Linked DNA regions of Sus scrofa: all the other regions are linked to region 1. Evidence: chromatin contacts called from public Hi-C data. All regions are on one chromosome and are shown on one strand. The core of a region is the stretch at or near the end of the contact, and the rest is flanking DNA. Distances in the headings are between cores, read along the strand shown. Region 1 holds the start of MAGEF1 (melanoma-associated antigen F1). Region 2 holds the start of EIF4G1 (eukaryotic translation initiation factor 4 gamma 1). Region 3 holds the start of POLR2H (RNA polymerase II subunit H).

What was found. A called contact is a pair of places that touch in the nucleus more often than the background predicts.
Region 2: a Hi-C map of skeletal muscle shows a contact between it and region 1, with 4 times the contacts expected there. The contact joins the promoter of EIF4G1 here to the promoter of MAGEF1 in region 1. A contact is called at or near these places in 1 of 5 promoter capture datasets (liver) and 1 of 47 Hi-C or Micro-C datasets (skeletal muscle).
Region 3: a Hi-C map of liver shows a contact between it and region 1, with 4 times the contacts expected there. The contact joins the promoter of POLR2H here to the promoter of MAGEF1 in region 1. A contact is called at or near these places in 1 of 5 promoter capture datasets (fetal skeletal muscle) and 4 of 47 Hi-C or Micro-C datasets (embryonic fibroblasts, heart right ventricle, liver and 1 more).

What each region holds. Positions count from the first base shown.
Region 1 is chr13:122,601,196-122,604,145 of Sscrofa11.1, reverse strand. MAGEF1 (melanoma-associated antigen F1) reads left to right here and starts at 1,446. Exons shown (of 1, transcript XM_003483283.4): 1 at 1,446-2,950. The coding sequence starts at 1,694. The coding sequence ends at 2,641. All of the region lies in intron 2 of LOC110256376 (a long non-coding RNA gene), which reads right to left.
Region 2 is chr13:122,203,235-122,206,184 of Sscrofa11.1, reverse strand. EIF4G1 (eukaryotic translation initiation factor 4 gamma 1) reads right to left here and starts at 1,398. Exons shown (of 31, transcript NM_001246253.1): 1 at 1,339-1,398; 2 at 956-1,042. The coding sequence starts at 1,398.
Region 3 is chr13:122,250,143-122,253,092 of Sscrofa11.1, reverse strand. POLR2H (RNA polymerase II subunit H) reads right to left here and starts at 1,464. Exons shown (of 5, transcript NM_001243341.1): 1 at 1,266-1,464; 2 at 1-44. The coding sequence starts at 1,338.

The DNA.
Region 1 (2,950 bases), core at 197-2,696:
TTACAAATATGCAAAAAAATAGCTAACAGTTATTGAACACTATATGCCAAACATTGTGTTAGTTTATATGCATTACTTCACATAATCTCTACAATGTTGTCTTGCATTATACCCATTTTACTGACAAGGCAACTGAGGGACAGGAAGTTTAGGTTAATTCGTCCAAGACTACATAGCTAGTAAATAGCAAATTTCATAGGACAGACATATCTATAAAACGAGGATAGTGCTAAGAGTACTTACTTTAATGAGAATTAAATAAATTAATATTGGAACGATGGTTAGAACAGAGCCTGGAGCACAATAAGGTGTATATGAGTGGGTGTTAAACAAATACAAATTTCTACGGTGATTCAGATATAGGAGTAAATAACTTCCATGCACAGAGACTAAGGAAGGCTTTGGAAAGGAGAAATTTAAGCTGATCCTAGAAATGAGGGGAAGGGTGAGAAGAGAAGCAGGGGAAGGGAAAGGAGGAGGAGAAGGGGAAGGAGGGAGGAGGAAGGGAGAGGGGAGACTGGGATGAAAGGAGGGAAAAGGGAGGGGGAAGGGAGGAAATGAGAGAAAAGGGAGAGGAGGAGTTGGAGAGGGAGGGAGAGAGGGAGGAGAGACACTAGGAGAAAGCTCAGAGTAGAGTAGGCAAAAAGAAAAAGTAATGGGAGTAGTTAAGTTTGATTACATTTTTTAAAAAACCTCCCCTTTCCTCCAATCTGTCACTATTTCTGCCAGCTATACTTCAATATATCGTTTATCATCTTCCTTTCACCCCTGTAGAATCTACTATCCTTACTCCCTCGTCATCCATTCTACGATATTTATGGAGTGCCTCTATGTGCCAGGCACTGATACACCAATGAACAAGATAGGCCACGTCTTAGTTCCTATTCTGCACTATGAAATAATACTCCAATACTTCAAGCTGGATTCCCAGTTTTTGGTCAGCCCTACTCCAATCCATTCTCTACACTGCCACCCAGAGAGACTGGAAAGATAACAGATCTGGTCTGGGCACTCCTTTGTTTAATCTTCCTGTTGCATATTCCCATCGTCCTCAGAAAAGATTTCAATCTGCCTAGCATCCTGTTCAAGGCCCTGCACCGTCCCGCACAGCCTTATCTCCCAGCCTTCATCTCCTTACATTCCGCATTTGAACCACAGTAAATTACTCAAAATCTTAGGTACACACACTTAGAATCAAGCGCCTGCTGAAAGGACGTGGCTAGAACTCCATCCTACTCCATTCTTGCACACTGAAACCTTGAGAAATTCCTGGTTATCCTCCTCCAGCTTTGCAGTCTTAAAAAGCTGCGCAAACTACACTCTTCCACAGCCCAAGCATCCCGGAAAGCCGGTGCGCACCTCCAACCCAGCGGTAGCCGGAAAAGGAGGGGCTTCGCCGGCCTCCGGGCCGCCATCTTGGCTGAGTTGGCCGGAAGTGTTACGGCGATCCAGCGGCGGGCGCGCACTGAGGCTGCGCGGCGGCGGCGGCGCAGGTCTTGAGCGCCGGCGGCGTTGCGGCGACCGTCCCGAGCCGTGTGCGGTACCGCCTAGCAGCCACAGAAACCCCTGTGTCATCTCTCCTAGTCCTACTCCAGGCGCCCCAGCCGCTGTCCAACCCTTCCGCCAGGGTTTGCGCAGCGGCTTGCACATCCCTCGGCCCGAGTACGCGCTTTGCACCTGCCTGCGCAAAAACATGTTGCAGAAACCCGAGAGCGGGGTTCTCCCCGTCCCTCAAGTCGAGGGGGAGATGGATGGCAGCCATGACGGTGAGACCCAGGCCCTGACCGTCTCGCAGGAGGAGGCCCCGAGCCCCCTCCTGCAAGAGAGCCCAGAGGAGGACCTTGACGCAGTAAAGGAGGAAGGGGCTGCGGAGCCCGCCCTCACCCCGAAAGGTGCGAGGGCCTTGGCAGCCAAAACTTTGGCCCGGCGCCGGGCTTGCCGCCGTCTGGATCGGACGGTGGCCGAGTTGGTGCAGTTTCTGCTGGTGAAGGACAAGAAGAAGAGTCCCATCACTCGCTCGGAGATGGTGAAGTATGTTATCGGAGACTTGAAGGATCTGTTCCCCGAGATCATCGCAAGGGCCGCAGAGCATCTGCGGTATGTCTTTGGTTTCGAGCTGAAACAGCTTGACCGCAAGCACCACACTTACATCCTGATGAACAAACTAAAACCTCCTGAGGATAAGGAGGAGGATCTGGGAGGAGATGGCCCCAGACTGGGTCTCTTAATGATGATCTTGGGCCTTATCTACATGAAAGGTAATAGCGCCAGGGAGGCACAGGTCTGGGAGATGCTGCGTCGGTTGGGGGTGCGTCCCTCAAAATATCACTTCCTCTTTGGGTACCCGAAGAGGCTTATTATGGAAGATTTCGTGCAGCTGAGATACCTCAATTACAGGCGTGTGCCTCACACCAACCCACCGGAATGTGAATTCTCTTGGGGTCCCCGAAGCAACCTGGAAACCAGCAAGATGAAAGTCCTGGGGTTCGTGGCCAAGCTCCATAAGAAAGAACCCCAACACTGGCCAGTGCTGTACCGTGAGGCCCTGGCAGACGAGGCTGACAGAGCCAGAGCTGAGGCCAGTATTAGGCCTAGGGCTAGGGCCAGAGCCAATGCTAGGGCCGGCAATCACCGCTGGTGAGGGCTATTGGAAGAGTGGCCAGCCGGAGGGGGGGGGGCTGAGGGGGTGGGTGGAGTTGGGCACAAAAACTACTGAGTCTAAGTAGAATAGGTGGGGGGAGGGTCGTGTTTTCTGTAGCGGTTGTATTTATGTAACTAGGATTTAGGTTTTGTATCTTGCTAAGTTTTGTTACATTTAATATACTGTTAAATTGATGTTTGTAAATGAGATTCGTATACTTTTTCCTGTAGGATTTTGTTGTAAAGTTTTGCTGGTTTTGTAAAATGAATTGAAAAACATTTTATTCTGTGATCTTGAACAAATGATGCA
Region 2 (2,950 bases), core at 149-2,648, 400 kb after region 1:
AGGGGCTTTGGAGCATGAAGACCAACACTTCCAAGACTCACTTGACCAAGTGATGGCTAAGTGGCCTCTTATACTCACATACGCCCTCCAAACTCAGGTATACACTTGGCACTCTGTATATTTACTCCCTCCCTGCCATGCATACTCAGATCACCTCACCAGGCTATCCTTCAGCAGAGGCTTCCTAACACCCAGATGCATCATGCCTAAGTAAAGCCTTTTTCAGCAACATACTCCCCAGCATGCACTGCTCCACCCTAAGGTACTGAGGAGCTCACCGCTAACATGCAACAGTCTCCCAGTTCCCAGATGTGAACTACACAAGATTTAGCCCCTAACATGCATCGGTCAGCCTCAGACTGAGGACCCAGACTGAGTCTAGCCCCTGACTAGGGCAGAGTGTAAGGGTGAGACCCGGAGAGAGTTCAGGATTAGCAATGGGGTATTACCTGCAGAGACCTGAATCCTCCCTGAGAGCACATGGGGACAGGAAAGAAAAGAATTATCCCCAAGGTGATGAGGAGGGAAAGAAAATGAAGGAAGCAGGACAAGAATCCTCTCCCACTTGTGAGGAAGAATTTAGGGAACAGAGAAAGGCAAGAACTAGCTGGAGTGTTTATCTTGCCACAGTCCAAAAGAGAAAGATGGATGGGGAATGGAGCAATGGCAACCTCCCAGTAAAAGAAAACAGGAAAGCAGGAGTTGGCAGCAGGGCCCAAAGCACTGCCCCCAAGGCACCAGGACCCCTAGGAATGCCATCCCCACCAACTACATACTCCAAGGGGCCAGCCACCGTAAGTAATCAACAGTGCAAAGTGCAGAACCGCATGAAAGCAACTGTCAGGAAGTTGGGGCAGGTACAAGGCCTCCATAGTTTCCATCCTAGGCCCAAACTGGCCTAAGCTTCACATGGTTCCCACCCAGGCCCCCTACTCCCCTCCCCACAGCCCCTCACCTGGCGGGGCTGAGAAGGCGTGTTCATTTGTGTCGCTTGAGGCGTACTGAACACCACCGGTGCTGTCTGCCCCGGGGGAAACGCTGGCTGAAGGGGGGAGACCAGAATTCAGCAAGAGGGGAAACCCAGGTGGGGCAGAAACTCAAGCTGGTGAAGTAAGGGGAGCAGAGCTGTGGCAAGAGCCTCAACAGTCCACATATACCCTCCCCAAGACAGCCCCTAAGAACAGCCCCGGGGCCCTGCCTCAATTTGGCAGCAGGAAGCTGCACTTTGCCCTGACACAGAAGGGGGTGGGAAAATCCAGAGGTTGGAACCTGTTCCTGACCCGGCTGCCTGGTCTCCCCCACCCCCACCCCAGTTGCTGCTAATTCCTCCCTAATTACCTGTGGGAGTCCAGGGGATGGGGCAGGTGGGGGGCCTGTGGGCTGTGGAGCTTTGTTCATTTCATTTGGTGCCACATCAGGGTCCCCCCAGCACCTGTTGGGAAAGAGCGGAGCTCGGAAAGGGGAAGGGACCCAAGCTTAAGGCAAATGGAGTGGGGGAGGGATGAAGCAAGGTCTGGGTCCCACAACAAGCCCCGGAATCGCCAAAAAGGTGAAGGAGCATAAAACCCAGCCTATGTCCCCACCGACACCTTGTCAGACCCGCAGCTCCAACCACCCCCCCTGATCTGCTGAAACAGCCCCTCACTCACCCCCTCGGTTAAGAATAAATCCACGGTGCGGCCTACAGGTTCTGGGCATCCGAGGGCCTGGGGTTGGGAGGTGGGGGGTATCAACCTGGCTCCGCGGGGCCCAAGACCAACCAGACCGGAAATTCCAGGTCTCGCTGGCACCAGGCTCCCGGATCACAAACGGAGCTAGCAGCTTCGGCCGTGGTGTCCCCACCCCCCACCCGGGGACACCGGGTTCGGGGCCTGGCCCAGGGGCACACAAGGCACGCCTGCCGCGGGTGGCCGCGGGTGCACCCGCACGGGGCTAGAGGCGAGGCCTGCCGCCGCCCAGGAGTGGAGGCCAGGAAAAGCGGCAGTCGGGCCGTAAAAGGCCAGGCGGGCGGCGGCCGAAGAAGAGCCGGTTTGAAGCAAGTGAGGGTCGGCCTGGAGGGCGGGCGGGGCCGGGGGCTCCTCCCTGCCCGCCGCCGCCGCCTCCCTCCCCTGCGCCCTCCCTGCGCAGCGCCGGCCAGTGCCAAAGAACAACGTGTCACTTCCCGGCGGCCGGGCCGCAAAGGGGGGAGGGGGCGGCGGGCCGGGAGTCGCGGTGCCTGCGCCCGTAGGGCCTCCTCGGGTCGGGCCGAGGTGGCACTTAGCAGCCGGGAAACCCGGCGCCCTCCCAGCCCGCGGGGACCGCATATTCCGGCCCCGCGCTCCCCCACCCCCACCCAGCAGCCAGGCCGGGCCAGGCCGGGCACACGTGGGCCGGGGATCGGGCCCTGGCGGCCCGGGGCCCGGGCTTGGGCCGAGGAGCCAGGGCGCCGGGGAGGCGGCGCAGGGTAGCCGGTCCCGGCCCGGATGGCGGCGGATGCGGGGGGAGGGGATGGGGGGGCCGGGTCGGGCCCGGACATGGCGGCTTTACCTTCAGTCTCCTTCAGTCCGCGCGGCCGAGCCCCACGCAGCCGCACAGACGTAGTCCACAACCATTTCCGGCTCCCCGCACGGATCCCGCTCGGCGGCCACCGCTTCTCCGCAGGCGCAGCCGGCGCCCCCACGTGACCGGCGCAGAGGGCGGAGCCTTGCCCGGTGCCGCGAAGCACATGGGATTTGCCCCGCCTAGTCATGTGACAGCCACTGCCCGCCCCCGTGTCCCCTCCCGAACTTTGGAATTCCCAGACCGATCCCCCTCTGCGACTCAGTTCCGCGATTCTTTAGTTCATTCATACTTTGAGCAGGCATTTATTGAGTGCATACTGAATGCTAGGCTAAGTGCTGGCAGGGGGCTGAGAATACTGAAATTAAAGACTCAGTCCTGCCGAAGTAAATCATGGTACAAATGCGGAAAG
Region 3 (2,950 bases), core at 215-2,714, 350 kb after region 1:
GAGGTCCATCTTGAAAGATTCACTCTCACAATGCAGTCGAGACACTGGAGGGAAACAGAAAAAGAGCAGCAGAGGTAACTGCCTGGCCAAGTAGACCCTCAAGGGCAGGGCAGACCCCACTTTGAGAAACTGTATGCACAGAATACTTAATCTGTATCCAATGGCCTCTCATCTGCTCTCATAGAAGTACAGGCTCAATAAGAACCACATATACAAGCAAAGAGGCAGAAAACTATGGCTGGTGGACAGAATGCCCAGAAAAGAATCAAAGGTCCTCTGGCAACAAATAATATCACGTTCTAGGCCTGCATGGGTGACTAAGAAACAACCTGCTCTGGGGCAAGTCAGTCATCCAAAGGTTTTGCCTTTCCGTGCCAGGCGCTGTGCTAAGGAGATTATTAAGAACTGCTGTTTGGGGAGGTCTTGTCCGTGGCTCAGTGGTAACAAACCTGATTAGTATCCATGAGGATGGGGGTTCAATCCCTGGCCTCACTCTGTGGGTTAAGGATCAGCTCAGGGGATTAAGGATCTGGTGTTGCTGTGAGCTGTGGTATAAGTCTCAGACGGGGCTTGGATCTGGCGTTGCTGTGGCTGTGGTGTGGGGCCTGCAGCTGTAGCTCTGACTCGACCCTTAGCCTGAGAACCTCCATATGTCCTTACGTCTGGCCCTAAAAAGACAAAATCAAACAAACAAACAAACACCTGCTGTTTGTTCTGAAGAATATCTCAGTCTCTAAGCAAAGGAAGAGACACCAAGGACAAATAATTCTTGATCAACGTCAGAACAAGGAGGTGTATACCAAGCAGTCAACTCTTAGAGAGGATTTCACAAAGAGCTAAGACTCTGAGGGCAACAGGCCCTGAGGTCGGATTATTTGCTGTACAGCCTTGGGTGGGTTGCTCAGCCTCTCAGAAGATGGGTAAGACACCACCTACCTCGTGGAGACTCTCGAAAGGAATAAGTAAGGCAATGTGTGTAAAGTGCACAGCACAGCGCCTAGCAGAGTGGGCAGCGATTAAAAAGATGCCAAGGAGGTTACCAGCACCATGAAGAAAGGTCACCCAGGCACCGGGCACAGCATGTGTGAAGCGAGGGAGAGCTCGAAGTCTCCGTTTTCTCATCTATAAAACGTTTCCTGAGAGAGGCCCCTAGGTCAGGACCTGCCGGTAGGGGAAGACCACATGAAATGTGTGGACAAGAGGCCCAGGGGCGTGTCCCTGAGATCAGCCGCTTCTCCCAAACCGCCCCTACAAACCTTACTCACCTCGGTCAAACTTCTTGCCCTCTGGGTCAATGTCTTTCACATCAAAAATATCCTCGAACAGAATGCCCGCCATGGTGAGGGGGCCACGAGAGAAGCAGAGGTGCTGAGCGCGTGACGAAGACTACGGAGCAGGGCACGGCCCCGCGTGGAGAAAAATGAGAGAGGAAAATGCAGCGCCTGAAGAGCGGCAGCAAAGAAATAGAAGGACGCATGCGCACAGACCAGCAGTAACGCAGCTACTTCCGCCGCCTAGCTCTCGGGGCTTCTTAACTTCCGCCCCGAACGATTGCTTCCGAGAGGCTTCAGTGTTTAGGGCGGTCTCACGTCCAGATAACTCCTCCCAGGGCGGGAACACGATAGGTCCCACCTCCAGCCGGGGGTGGCTTGGTGTCCCGCTCTCTCCGGAGGCTCTAGTGCGCCCTCTTCAGATGCCGGGTTAGGAAGACTGGAGTGCTTGGGGGCCTACCCCAGCCAGGGACCTTGATCCTTGGCCCAGAGAATCCTGGCCCTAGCCCTACCCTGTCGGTCCGCGGGTCTGCCGAGGGCACAGTCCGCGCAAAGGGCTAGCGGAGCAGAACCACGCCCCCAGGGCGATGGCCAAGTAGGGTGCCGTACCCAGTCCTTCTAGCTGGCACTGAGGAATCCCGGGCTGGCCCAGGCCGGCTGGGCCCAGCTGGATGTCACCCGACCCGGTGATATCCACTTTGGGAATTTGCCATGATGTCACCATGGGGAAGAGGGAAGTCTGCACTGTCTCCTCCTCTGGTACTGCACCCTCCCCACCCCTGATTTCTTACCTCGCACCGCCCCTTCAGCATGGTATTAACCCCATCACACTGCTCTCCTCAGTACTGCCCCTTCGGCTCGGTTCTGGCCTTTCCTCCACCACTGCGCTCACCTTCTGGACACGTTCTCCTAAGTGCTCCTTCATCCCGGCATTGTCCTCTCCTATGGATACCACCTCTTCCTTTACACTGCCCGTTCCTCTAGGGTGCTGGTTCTCACACTGTCCCCTTCCTGGGCACTCCCTCCTGGGAACCCCCTCTGCCTCCCACCTGCCCCTTCACCCTGGTACTGCCTCCTCCTGCACAATGCCTGTTTTCCTGGGCACTGGCCTGTCCCCTGACTCTATCTCTGACTGTGTTCACCCCACACTTGTTCACCCCACCCTTTGCACTTTTCTTCTCCGGAGCCTGATAGAGAACGCAGAGCCCCAGCAGGCTGTTCCCCCTTGGCAGCTAGACGTCAGCAGCTACTCGGGTTTCTTCTTCAGCCCTGCCAAGGAGAAGCGACCTCTGTCCCCCCACGCCCGCCTCCCAGGAGCGGCCTCCCCAGCACCTAGACCTCCCTTCCCTCCGGCTCCACCCACGCACAAGCCTCAGGCCAGCTAGCTCCAGGTGCACCTCCCCGGGACAGTCGCAAAGAAAGGAAGGGGGATGAGAGAAACCGAAGTTTCCAGTTCCAAGCACCCCTCTTCTGGGCCTAGCGTCCCCCTCCGAGTCTCCCCAGTTCTGTTTCTCACCCCCCACGGAGCAGAGGGGCCTTGCCAGGCCGGTCTGAGCCGTTGGCTCCTTCAGCAAAGCAAGTGAGGGCACCGCTCTCTCGAGAGAGATTGGGCCCGAAAGTCGGCTTTAGACGGTTCAGCAGCCTGCAGCCCCAGGTCCTACTGAGCGCCGACCTCGGTA